Regions from separate parts of the Sus scrofa genome. Here all the other regions are linked to region 3. Evidence: chromatin contacts called from public HiChIP or PLAC-seq and promoter capture Hi-C data. All regions are on one chromosome and are shown on one strand. The core of a region is the stretch at or near the end of the contact, and the rest is flanking DNA. Distances in the headings are between cores, read along the strand shown.

Region 1 (2,700 bases), core at 168-2,667, 240 kb after region 3:
AAGGAATTTTTGAAGGTTAATATGAACATTTCAGGGAAGAAGCAGCACTCAATAATCTTAGACACTTTTTGTACATGCAACAGTGCTATTCTTTTAGCCCATTTGAGGTGGGGTTTTTTTGGTCTTTGTGCCATTTCTTGGGCCGTTCCCACGGTATATGGGAGGTTCCCAGGCTAGGGGTCTAATCGGAGCTGTAGCTGCCAGCCTACACCAGAGCCACAGCAACGCGGGATCCGAGCCACGTCTGCGACCTACACCACAGCTCATGGCACCGCTGGATGGTTAACCCACTGAGCAAGGGCAGGGATCGAACCCGAAACCTCATGGTTCCTAGTTGGATTCGTTAACCACTGCGCCACGACGGGAACTCCCCATTCGAGGTGTTTCTAAGGGGAATGGCAGAAATAGTGAGGCAGAGAAAAATTATGAGATAACAGGCTTTTCCTGCAGCTCAAACTTTGTGTGACTTTTGAGTGTGATATGCAGTAGCCAGAGCCGTGGAGACTACATTTCTATGATTGTGTGAGCTATGTTTCTATGTTCTAGGTCATAAGTTTCTGCTCTATGTTATGTTCTCTATTTCTATGATTCTTGTGTGAGCTCTTCAGATCCTGTGAGAGCTCTTCAGTTGAGGAAGTAGACTAAGTTGGCAAGGGTAGTGCTTGTTTGTTTTTTGGCTGCGCCTGTGACATGTGCAAGTTCCTAGGCCAGGGATCGAACCCGGGTCACAGGAGTGACCCAAGCCACTGCAAGGTGATAGTGCAGTTGGATCCTTAACCTGATGAGCCATAAGAGAACTCCAAGAGTAGTTTTTTTGTTTTCATTACTTGCTGTTGCTATAATATATGTCGCTTTGCCTGAAGTTTTGTGATAATAAACATGGGGTAGCTTATGTGATTTTGGTTTTATGACGCGTGTATGAATCCACAGGTGACTACTGGAATGTCTCCCTAACTACTTCGTTGCGTGGTTGTAAGGGTTTGTGTAAATGTGCTTTTCTTTTATATAAATAAATGGGGCTTACACAAAGAGCCAATTGCAATCATGGTCACAAACACAAACGTCATTTACACATATGCCCATGCACACAATTACACTGTCACAAAAGCATGACTCCAGGAGCTGTCACAACAGCCAAATACACTTAGTCCGGAGACTAATTTCCGTCACACACCCACATCCTAATCCCTCCCTCCGGTTGCTCCTGCACTTAGAAACCTAACACTCCAGACACTCCTCTTGCCAGTCCTGGGGCGACAGGATTCGTTACCTTCAGCATCCTCAGGAGGAGCTCTGGTCCAAGCTCTGACTCGAATTCCAGGACCCACGCAGAGCCCTGCCTACTGAACCCGTCCTGGGAAGCCCTCAACCGCCTCTGCCGCTGACCATTCACCCGACGTTCCTACCGGAAGTAGCTCTGGCGCGCTGTGGGCTCTGGGAAACGTAGTCCGCGAGCAAGGAGCCTGGGAGGCTAGCGAAGTAGGTAGATCTTCCGCCAGACTTCCTGCCGCACCTGCGCGCTTTCAATGAGGCTATGAGAGATGCCACCACCGCCCAACTGAGGGGCGCAAACTCGGATCTGATGCAGAGAGCTTCAGCCTCTGCTGTGCGGTTGCTATGCTGGATGTGTTTTCTGTCCACGTATCCGAAAGCGCGTCAGATCGAGAGGGAGAGGATTATGTGACAGCGAGTGGAGGGTGTCAAGCGTGAGAAAACTCGTATGTGAAAGCGGATGTGGTGCATACTTGTATAGGTTTAGGCGGTGAGCTTGGCCACGCGCAGTGTTTGTGTGGTGGCATAATGTGATGTGATTTAGGTATGCGCTTGAGACAGTGATTGGTTACTCATGATTGCGGGTGGCGCGGTTACACAGGCAATGACCTTGTAACATTCAGTGTGCCAGGTCTACCTGTGACTACTGGGAGGATTTGGCTGTGGCGAGTGTCCGCGGGTGAATTTCACTAGAGAAGGGAGGAAGCTTGTCTCTTAGGACTAGGAGGCACCGAATGGATGAATCACAGATTCCTGGTGAAGGGTGAACTGGTTCTGAGCCTTATCTTGGCGGTGGAGGGGAGGGGGGGGTTGTGAGGTGATACTGTGTGTCTAAGTGTGCATGAGAGACTGGAATTAACTGAGAGGGGTGGAAACTAGTACAGATTAACTGCCAGAAGGGACAAATCTATGGTAAAGATTTTTAACCTTGCTGAGAGGCCAGAAACCCTATCTCTTGTGTGAGGAAATGTATCTGTGAGAACATGGGATTGTGTTTCTTTGTCGATTCTTGATCATATGTGTGAGATGGTGTGCACTTGAGACTATCACTGGGAGAGAGTGTTGAGTGAAACGTACGAAGTTTGTGAAAGTGGTTTGTGACTAGAGCCAAATCTCTGGATGAATTTTATGACAGTGAAAATATATGTTCAGTGAGTGAGTATAATGCTGTGATTTGAGTTTGATATTTTAACTGAGTATGATTGGGTAGGAGATCACATGAGAGATTTGGTAGATACATTTTTGTGTGTGTTAGAAGGCAACTTATGTAAGTTAAAATCTTGATAGAGATAGTGTATATGGTTGTGATTTTATATTAGTAACTACATGAGAGACTGCAGTATTACAAGTGTGTGAGATTGAGTTTACTACCTATAAAAAGACAATGATGGGAATTCCCATAGTGGCTCAGTGGTTAATGAATCCGAC
Region 2 (2,853 bases), core at 307-2,806, 130 kb after region 3:
AACCTCTCCTATAAACTCCCGCTGACTGGATTGTAAGCCCAGAAACCTAGATCCCGCACCCAGATCTGACCGCCGCAGAACCAAAAACAAACTCACCAGCAGACAAAGACGACGATGGCGAGCCAGAAAGCTTGCGCCTGCGCACTCCTTGGGCTGGGTAGCACTCCCAGAGGTCTCCTGGGCTTCAACAAGCCCCGGCTCACTACCCTGCGGAGTCCGATGATGTTGGTCGGTCGCCCACTTTGGTGACTGTGGACTACATTTCCCAGAAGTTTCAGTGATTCCAATCGTCTTTCGCGCTTTCTCAACTCCACCATAGCTTTGGCACTGTCTCCCTTGTCGGGGGACAAGTGTCTCTAGGCTGAGCCTCAGGACTTAGGTAAATAACATTCTACCTGTGTTAGGTCTACTTCTGGGAGAGGGCAGTGATATGCCTCGGGTTATATACAATAAGCTCACTTTAAGCACGCTGGGGTGATTCCCACTAGAAGCCACAGTGCCAGGGTATGCCAGGAGCGCCAAGCTCCAGGGCGCGTTTGAGGTTGGGGGCGAGCAGGGGTGAAGAATGGAGTGGTGGGCGGATCTCTTTGGCCGGGTTCACCCCCGGCGCCATCTTGTCCCTCGCGAGTGCGGCGCTCAACTACATTTCCCAGAGGGCGCCGCGGTCTCCGGCGGCGGCTCTGAGCGGAGCTCTTCGGCAGCCGGGCCTTAGTCTCGAGTGGTTGAGCCCGGCCGCTGATGCCCTGCGCGGGAGATTGGAGGTGAAACGTCTGTCTCGCGGAACCGGGATCAAGACTTGTTTTAAGTCTGTTCAGGCGGAATGGGCGGGTTTGGGGAGGGGAGTGTCGGTTATGAAGTTGTGTGTGACTCTGTGCTTCAGTGATGTGTCTTTTTTTTGTGACTGTGTGTGATACCGTGTTTATGTATGTGAGGAGTTTTACGTAGCGAGTCGCCGTGGTGTGATACTGTGTGTCCCTGTGGTAGGTGTGTGAATTTTTTCTAAATGACCATGTGTTCCTCTTTGTGTGCAGGCATAGGGAGTTTTGTGATTGTGCTTCTGTGACTGCGTCCCAACGGAAACTGTGTGGCACTGTGCGGAGGGAAGAATTTATGACTGAGGTTGTTACCTTTGTGTCTAGCGGTAGATATGTGACTGTGCAGCACTGGATGCGTAAATTTGAGGGTCGGCACTGTGTGTCACGTATAGTCATATGTGAGAAACGGGATGGCTCTTCCCCTTAGCAGTAAAGACCTTGAATATGATATTGAGGTTAAAGTGGAAGCCTAGATCTTCTCTGTTAGCCTTCCTCTTTTGGGGGCGGGAGGGCAAGGGAGTAAGGTGACTTTATCATTTGGACCCCAAGAAAGGTTCGGGAGTTCCCTTCGTGGCGCAACAGAAACGAATCCGACTAGGAACCATGAGGTTGCTGTTGATCCCTGGCCTCGCTCAGTGGGTTAAGGATCCGGCGTTGCGGTGAGCTGTGATGTGGGTCGTAGGCTGGCAGCTGTAGCTCCGATTGGACCCCTAGCCTAGAAACCTCCATATGCCGCGGGTGTGCCCTAAAAAAAAAAAAAAAAAGTTGTTCTTGCCCATCTCGGTCTATTAGCGGCTCATTGGGTCTGTCCCTTGTAGTGCGGAGCCAATAAACACACCACGTGCTTTCGATTAAAGCAGAAGCATGTATTACTTGTGACAAGTAAGGAGACAGGGAGATAGCTCTCAAAGCACTGTTTCTCCAGAGCTGGAGGGAGAAGTTTTAAACCCGGGGTGGGGGTGAGGGGCAATGCATAGTCTCGAAAAGGCAGGCATATTAAAGAGGCAAAGGTTACTCTAGGTTGCCAAAATCTGTAAGCAAACATGTGTTTTGGTTGTTTGTTCCCACTAATTTTTTGAAACATGTGGTGTTTGGAACTTTATGCAATTTAACGGTTTCTGCAAAACCAAGCACACTTTGGTTTAACCCCATTTTTTACTTACTGCTGTCTAGCTAACATAGTCCTCTTCCAAGAGAAATCTCAGAGGAGGAGAAAATATTAGTTGTGACATCTAAAAGTCTTTTTAAAGGTGACGATATTTTCGCTTTGTTTTTTTCAGGAAGTGATTTTTTTTTTCTTGGCAAACGCATAACAAAGACCCGTCATTAACCTGGAACCTAGTATTTCTCTTTGGAAACGTCTTCCTTGAACTTCCTAATTTTTAAAATTAATATGGCAAACAGTTTATCTTGTGTGCTATTTTGTTTTTACACGTGTACACATATGAAGATATATAGATACATATATATTTTTTATGTTTTCATTTAAGTGATGTTATTATAACTTCTCACATAATTGAGTTATTTGAGAATATTTTATTATTATTATTATTTTTTTGTCTTTTGTCTTTTTGTTGTTGTTGTTGTTGTTGCTATTTCTTGGGCCGCTCCCGCGGCATATGGAGGTTCCCAGGCTAGGGGTCCAGTCGGAGCTGTAGCCACCAGCCTACGCCAGAGCCACAGCAACGCGGGATCCGAGCCGCGTCTGCAACCTACACCACAGCTCACGGCAACGCCGGGTCGTTAACCCACTGAGCAAGGGCAGGGGCCGAACCCGCAACCTCATGGTTCCTAGTCGGATTCGTTAACCACTGTGCCACGACGGGAACTCCTATTTGAGAATATTTTTAACATTAGTGTTGTTTTATTGTATGTGTGACTAACGCAGTATCCAGTCTGTATTGCTACAAACATCCTGATTTTGGAGTTCCTGTTGTGGTTCCATGAGGACGCAGGTTCTATCCCTGGCCTCAGTCAGTGAGTTAAGGATTCAGTGCTGCCTTGAGCTGTGGTGTAGTTCACAGAGGCGGCTTCAATC
Region 3 (2,790 bases), core at 100-2,599:
GCACAGTCTTTAAAGCATTAGCCTGCTGTGGCCTCCTCTGCCTGGCAAGGCAATAAGGGCTACTTTTTTCCTCTTTCACCCAAAACTCTGTGTTTCTATTCAGCACCAGTGGACAGAAGCCGAGTTTCGGCAACAAAAAGGATAAGAAAACCTCTTCTGTAAAGAGCTGAGCTCCAACTGAAGGAACCTGAGGAAGTGGGAACAATTCTGGAACCACTGCTGTTTCTGAGGTGAGAACAGAAGAGGCAAGGATTAACTGGAGATTAAGTGCTATCAGTGAAGTGAGGGTAATTTAGCAACTGAGTATCTCTAGTAATAAAATAAAAGTAGCATCATTGGTAAGCACACTTTAAGCTCTCAAACAGGGAGCATTTTACAACTGCTGCATGACCTGGGCAGAAATAATGTTTTCTATTAACTCTGCAGCTGGCTTTATCTTTTCTTTTCCAATCTCATTAATGGGAGCGTCGCTTTTTCTCTTTTCGGTCCGACCTGATTTTTTCACTCTTTCATCAGGAGAAGCAAATACCACCATGTCCAGAAAAAATAAAAATTACATTTCATGGAACAAAGAGAAAAAACAAACTCATATATATATACATATGTGCATATACATACACAAATATAAATATATGCAATTATTTCCTCCTTTCTCTCTCCGTCCTAAAGATCAGCAGGCTGGGGTAAGGAAACAGGAATCTCAACGCACTGAGCCTTTTTTTGGAGGTAAGCCAGGCCAGGCTAAAGACACACCCCCGCTACTCTTGCGCCCAGGAGCCCCACAGGACCGTGTCCGGTTTCACTACCACACTTTCTCCCACCATCCACCACACACCAAACCCGATGGAAATAACAGGGAGCCTGGGGTGAAGCTGACCCTTCCCGGTATCAGAGAGAACGGCCAGAGTACAAAGACCTGGGCTGGTATCTGTCTACGAGTTCTCTAGAGCTGCCTTGGGAGGGAGCTCTGGTTAAGCTGTGGCTTTGAAAGCTGTTGTTCTTCAGACTGCGTCTTTTTGTTAGGGGCCTTCACTGTGGGGTTCATAAATCTAACTCGGAGCCATTCTGGGCCGCTGCATCTGTGCGGCCCCGAAGCGGGCGGACAGAGGATGCATCGGGGAACCCAATGTCCACTCAGCGTCACAAACTACACAGTCACTGCAGCCCTGCACACACAGGGCCGCGCCGCCCCCGCGCCGCCCCCGCGCCCATTTCCTCAATGCACGCGAGCAACTCACCTCTCCGAGCCGACACCAGCAAGGAAGGCGGAAGGAAAGTAGGCGCAGAGGCCTGTGGGAGATGTAGTCCCGGCTAGGGAGGGCCTGGTCCGCGCCCCAGCTGGCTGCGCCGAATGCGCAAGTGCGGGTTGTCCAGCTCAGGCGGAGAATCCCCAGGGTCCTTGAGTCTCCGAGACGGTTGGACTGCTGCCTGAGAGCCTTCGAGGCTGTCCCAGGCTGACCGAGGCACCCTCCTCGAACTTGGGTTAGCGTTGTTTTTGAGAAACCCCTACTAGTGCTAAGAGAAGTGCAGCAGGCACCTAATATATGTACTACGCACATAGCAGGTGCTCGGGTGTGTATACCCAAGCAGGACGTGGTTGTACCTCAAGACTCAAAATCCGGAGTTCCCGTTGTGGCTTAGGAAGCGAACCCAACTAGTACCAATGAGGATGCGAGTTCGATCCCTGACCTCGCTTAGTGGGTTAAGTAAGGATCCAGCATCGCCATGAGCTGTGGTGTAGGTAGCAGACGAGGCTGGGATCCAGCCTGTGGCTGGCGAGCAGCTGCAGCTTCAATTCGATCCCTAGGCTGGTAACTTCCATAAACTGCAGGTGCGGCCCTGGGGGGGGAAAAAAAGTCTCAATATCCTCCAAACCCTAGCAGAACCTGGACACACAGAGGTTGCTTAGTGCTCGCTCCCTCCTCCCTTCCTATTCTCTCCCGGATTGTTTTGGTTTTTTTTTTTTTCCCCCTCCTTCCCTCTTGAGCTTGTGGACGGATAGTTCTGTAAAAATCTGTTAGGTTAAGGTAGTGGGTATTGTCATTTAGATGTTATTTATCCTTACTGATTTTTAAAAAATCTAGTCCTAGTAATTACTAAGAGAGGTGTGTCTATTTCTATTTTCCTTTTAGTTCTACCCGGTATTGCTTCAAAGTATTTTCAAGCCCTGTTAAATACATACATACATACTGATGAGGACGATTGAAAAGTGAACATTAGGAAGGGTGTCTTCCGAAGTCTCTCAGATGAGTAATAATTGAATTCATCCCGTCCTGGGTTCATTCCTAAGAAACCGGATAAGCCTACCAGGGACTACACTGTAGCAGCTTCTCCATCTTACATTTTTTATGTATTAGTTAATAGAAGGAAGAATTTTTCTTCTCTCAAGAACATAAAACTTTTTTTAAAAATATAAAACTTTAGAAAGTATTTGAAAATGTCTAGGCTAATCTTAGTTCTCATTTTGCAAACAGGAAGATATGAAGTAGGAGTCACATGAAAACTATGATTGTGAATTTCAGTTTTTGCTTCATATATTTTGAAGCTCCATTATTATAGTACGTGCACATTTATGATTGTGTGTCTTCCCGATGAATTGACCCTTCTTTTATGAAACATTTCTCTGTATCTAGACAAATTTTCAAGCAAAAATTAAAAGCTAAAATATACAGTGCTCTTTCTTTTTACCAGGCCGTTTTAAGACTGTTGCATGTATTAATTATTCTTCATAACTCCATCATGTTAGTACTATTTTGATCCTCATGCAACAGACACAGAACATGGAGAGGT
Region 4 (2,700 bases), core at 118-2,617, 130 kb before region 3:
ATGTACCACAGGTGCAGCCCTGAAAAGACAAAAAAAAAAAAAGGGAGAGAGAGGTATCTTTTTTTTCTTGGTCTTTTTAGGGTGGCACCTGCAGCATATGCAAGTTCCCAGGCTAGGGGTCAAACTGGAGCTGCAGCTGCCAGCCACAGCCATGGCCACGCCAAATCCAAGCCACATTAGCAGACACCACAGCTCATGGCCACACAGATCCTTAACCCACTGAGCAGGGCCAGGAATTGAACCTGTGTCCTATTTGTTGGGTTCTTAACCCACTGAGCCACAACAGGAACTCCTCAAGTGACATATCTTTATTAAGCATTAATTTTCAGAAGAAGGAAAGCAAAAAAGAAACTTCAACATACTTTGGACACTGCTTGTAGAAGTTCAGCATGCATTCTTTCCTTCTCTTCTGCTCCTCACTTGGCAAAGGGTAGAACTAGATGAGAAAGTAATAGTTTGAGACACCAGGTTTTTCTGATTGCTCAAACTGGTCAAGTCAGGGCTCAGCCCCAGTCTCAGCCCTAAGCCTCAGCACACACTCAGGGAATGGAGATCAGAGGAAAATGGGGCGTCCCACCCAATTTCAGTGTTTCAGGAGAAAGTTGAGGTTACAGCTGTCGAGGACTAAAGTCTGACCAAACCTCACAGAGGTTTCCTAGAGACAGAGCTGTGAAGTAACAATCGCACAGTTGACAGGAGCCTCCTACCCATAAACGCGGTGCTACATTCATGAGGCACAGACATACTTAAAACAAGGGAACACACACTCCACACCTGCACACATAGAACCACACATGGCAACACAGATAATATACCAAACTCACCATGGAACACATGTTACATTCGCATAGCCGCAGGTATCCTAGTGTCGCGTGGTCACAATCACACACCACCATAGGGACACACGGTCACAACCCCATATGCAAAAGGGTCGCAAAATCTCCCCTTTTTCAGTCCGTTCCGCCCGCACAGGCACAAGCACCAGCCTCCGTATCAGCCTCTGGCCTCCTCAATTTCAGCCTCCTCCAGGTCCCCCAGGATCCCAACCCGCAGAGCTGAACCAGTGCCCCACGGGCCCACGATCGCCCACCTCATGGATCTAACAGTCCCGCCAGGCGTGACGCAAATTTCGAGTTCCTGCGAGAAGAGCGACCGGCCGCTAGGCCCTCTGGGAAATGTGGTCCACAGTGGGCCCCACAGCTGATTTCTCTCAGCGCCCTGCTAGGGCTCACCCTGATCGACTGCCCCCGCAACTGTGAATTTAGTCGGGCCTCAGAGACGCCACGCGCGGTAGCTCGGGCACTCGGGCTTAACCACCTGAGCCGACCAGGCTCACCCCGGTCTCCCTCACACAGGAAACGCCCCCTCTGTTCTGGCCGGAAGTTGAGTCAAGCCGTGAGGCCTTCTGGGAGGTGTTGTGTTGTGGAACGTCCGTTGGGAGGCAGACGCGGTGGGGTGGTTCGACGTTGCCAGCGCCTGGCCCGGGCCTTCCTCGGGTCTCCTTCATCCATCCTCTCGGAAACTGCGCGCTAGATGTGCATTCGGGCGTTTCCGGCAGGTGACGCTGCCGTGTCCCCAGAGCGGGACTTAAGGAAGGGGCTCAAGCCATCTGGGCAGCATCAGCGCGCGGCTAAAGGGGTGGAGCCTTTAAGGAGGCCCCAAGTGTTTGGAGTAGCGGCAGTGCGGAGAATGCTCCTGGAGAGTTGTTGGAGTTCTCAGAACGAGAAACTGTGGTGGAGAGTTACTGTGTGTGTGTGTGTGTGTGTGTGTGTGTGTGAGTGAGAGAGAGAGAGAGATTGTGGTGATGTGAGAGTGATGGGGGTGTGGTTGTGTATGAGTGTGATGGAGTAATTGTGATAGGATGTGTAATGGTGATGTTCGTGATTGTGATTTATGAAAACGTTTGTGGTGTTGTTTGTGTAATTGCTAGGTGGATGTGCAATGTGTGAGTGTGGTGAGGTGTTGGCAATTGTAATTTGTGTAGTGGTTCTTGTCTTGCCTGAGTTGACTTCTGTGTAGGCATAATTGGTAACCGCTTGAAAAAAATTGTATTTGGTTTCAAGTGGTCCTTTTTCCTCATTGCCCACTCTTTGTTAGCCCTCTTTCCTTTGGTGACATTGTCCAGATTTATTTTATTTATTTATTTTTTGGGCCTTCTTTTGGCTTTTTTTATTATATGTATTATTTATTGTCATTATAATAATGCTGCCTGACAAACAGCTCTTAAACTCGGTGGAATACAACAGCAAGCATTTATTTTCTTGTTCATAGGGTTACAGGTCCTTTATGTTCATTTTACCTAGGCTGGGCCTGCCTGGATGGATGGGCTGCAGAATGGATTCAGACCTGCTCCATAGGCGTTCTTTCTGCAGCTCAGGCTAAAAGGACAGTGGTTACCAGGACATGTTCTTCTCATGGTGGATCACCAGAGTACAAGACAGATCTTAAAAGCATCCTTAAAATTTCTTTTCCTGGAGTTCCCGTCGTGGCGCAGTGGTTAATGAATCCGACTAGGAACCATGAGGTTGCGGGTTCAGTCCCTGCCCTTGCTCAGTGGGTTAACGATCCGGCGTTGCCGTGAGCTGTGGTGTAGGTTGCAGACACGGCTCGGATCCCGAGTTGCTGTGGCTCTGGTGTAGGCCGGTGGCTACAGCTCCGATTAGACCCCCTAGCCTGGGAACCTCCACATGCTGTGGGAGC

The links. Promoter capture Hi-C pulls out the DNA fragments that hold promoters and counts their contacts. HiChIP or PLAC-seq counts read pairs in DNA pulled down with a chosen protein or histone mark.
Region 1: a contact with region 3 is called in a promoter capture Hi-C map of liver, with 3 times the contacts expected there. The contact joins the promoter of LOC106510528 here to the promoter of ZFP14 in region 3. A contact is called at or near these places in 2 of 5 promoter capture datasets (fetal liver and liver), 1 of 47 Hi-C or Micro-C datasets (heart right ventricle) and 2 of 2 datasets of contacts at active chromatin or transcription factors (alveolar macrophages and skeletal muscle).
Region 2: a contact with region 3 is called in an H3K27ac HiChIP or PLAC-seq map of alveolar macrophages. The contact joins the promoter of ZNF260 here to the promoter of ZFP14 in region 3. A contact is called at or near these places in 1 of 5 promoter capture datasets (liver) and 2 of 2 datasets of contacts at active chromatin or transcription factors (alveolar macrophages and skeletal muscle).
Region 4: an H3K27ac HiChIP or PLAC-seq map of alveolar macrophages shows a contact between it and region 3. The contact joins the promoter of ZNF829 here to the promoter of ZFP14 in region 3. A contact is called at or near these places in 1 of 47 Hi-C or Micro-C datasets (skeletal muscle) and 1 of 2 datasets of contacts at active chromatin or transcription factors (alveolar macrophages).

What each region holds. Positions count from the first base shown.
Region 1 is chr6:45,742,561-45,745,260 of Sscrofa11.1, reverse strand. LOC106510528 (zinc finger protein 461) reads right to left here and starts at 1,417. Exons shown (of 4, transcript XM_021097140.1): 1 at 1,271-1,417. The coding sequence starts at 1,279.
Region 2 is chr6:45,856,777-45,859,629 of Sscrofa11.1, reverse strand. ZNF260 (zinc finger protein 260) reads right to left here and starts at 1,556. Exons shown (of 5, transcript XR_002345315.1): 1 at 97-1,556.
Region 3 is chr6:45,986,219-45,989,008 of Sscrofa11.1, reverse strand. ZFP14 (zinc finger protein 14 homolog) reads right to left here and starts at 1,349. Exons shown (of 4, transcript XM_013998455.2): 1 at 1,239-1,349.
Region 4 is chr6:46,120,193-46,122,892 of Sscrofa11.1, reverse strand. It overlaps ZNF829 (zinc finger protein 829), which reads right to left and starts at 1,367. Exons shown (of 6, transcript XM_013998466.2): 1 at 1,091-1,367; 2 at 363-436. The coding sequence starts at 395. It overlaps ZNF568 (zinc finger protein 568), which reads left to right and starts at 1,387. Exons shown (of 8, transcript XM_021097146.1): 1 at 1,387-1,558.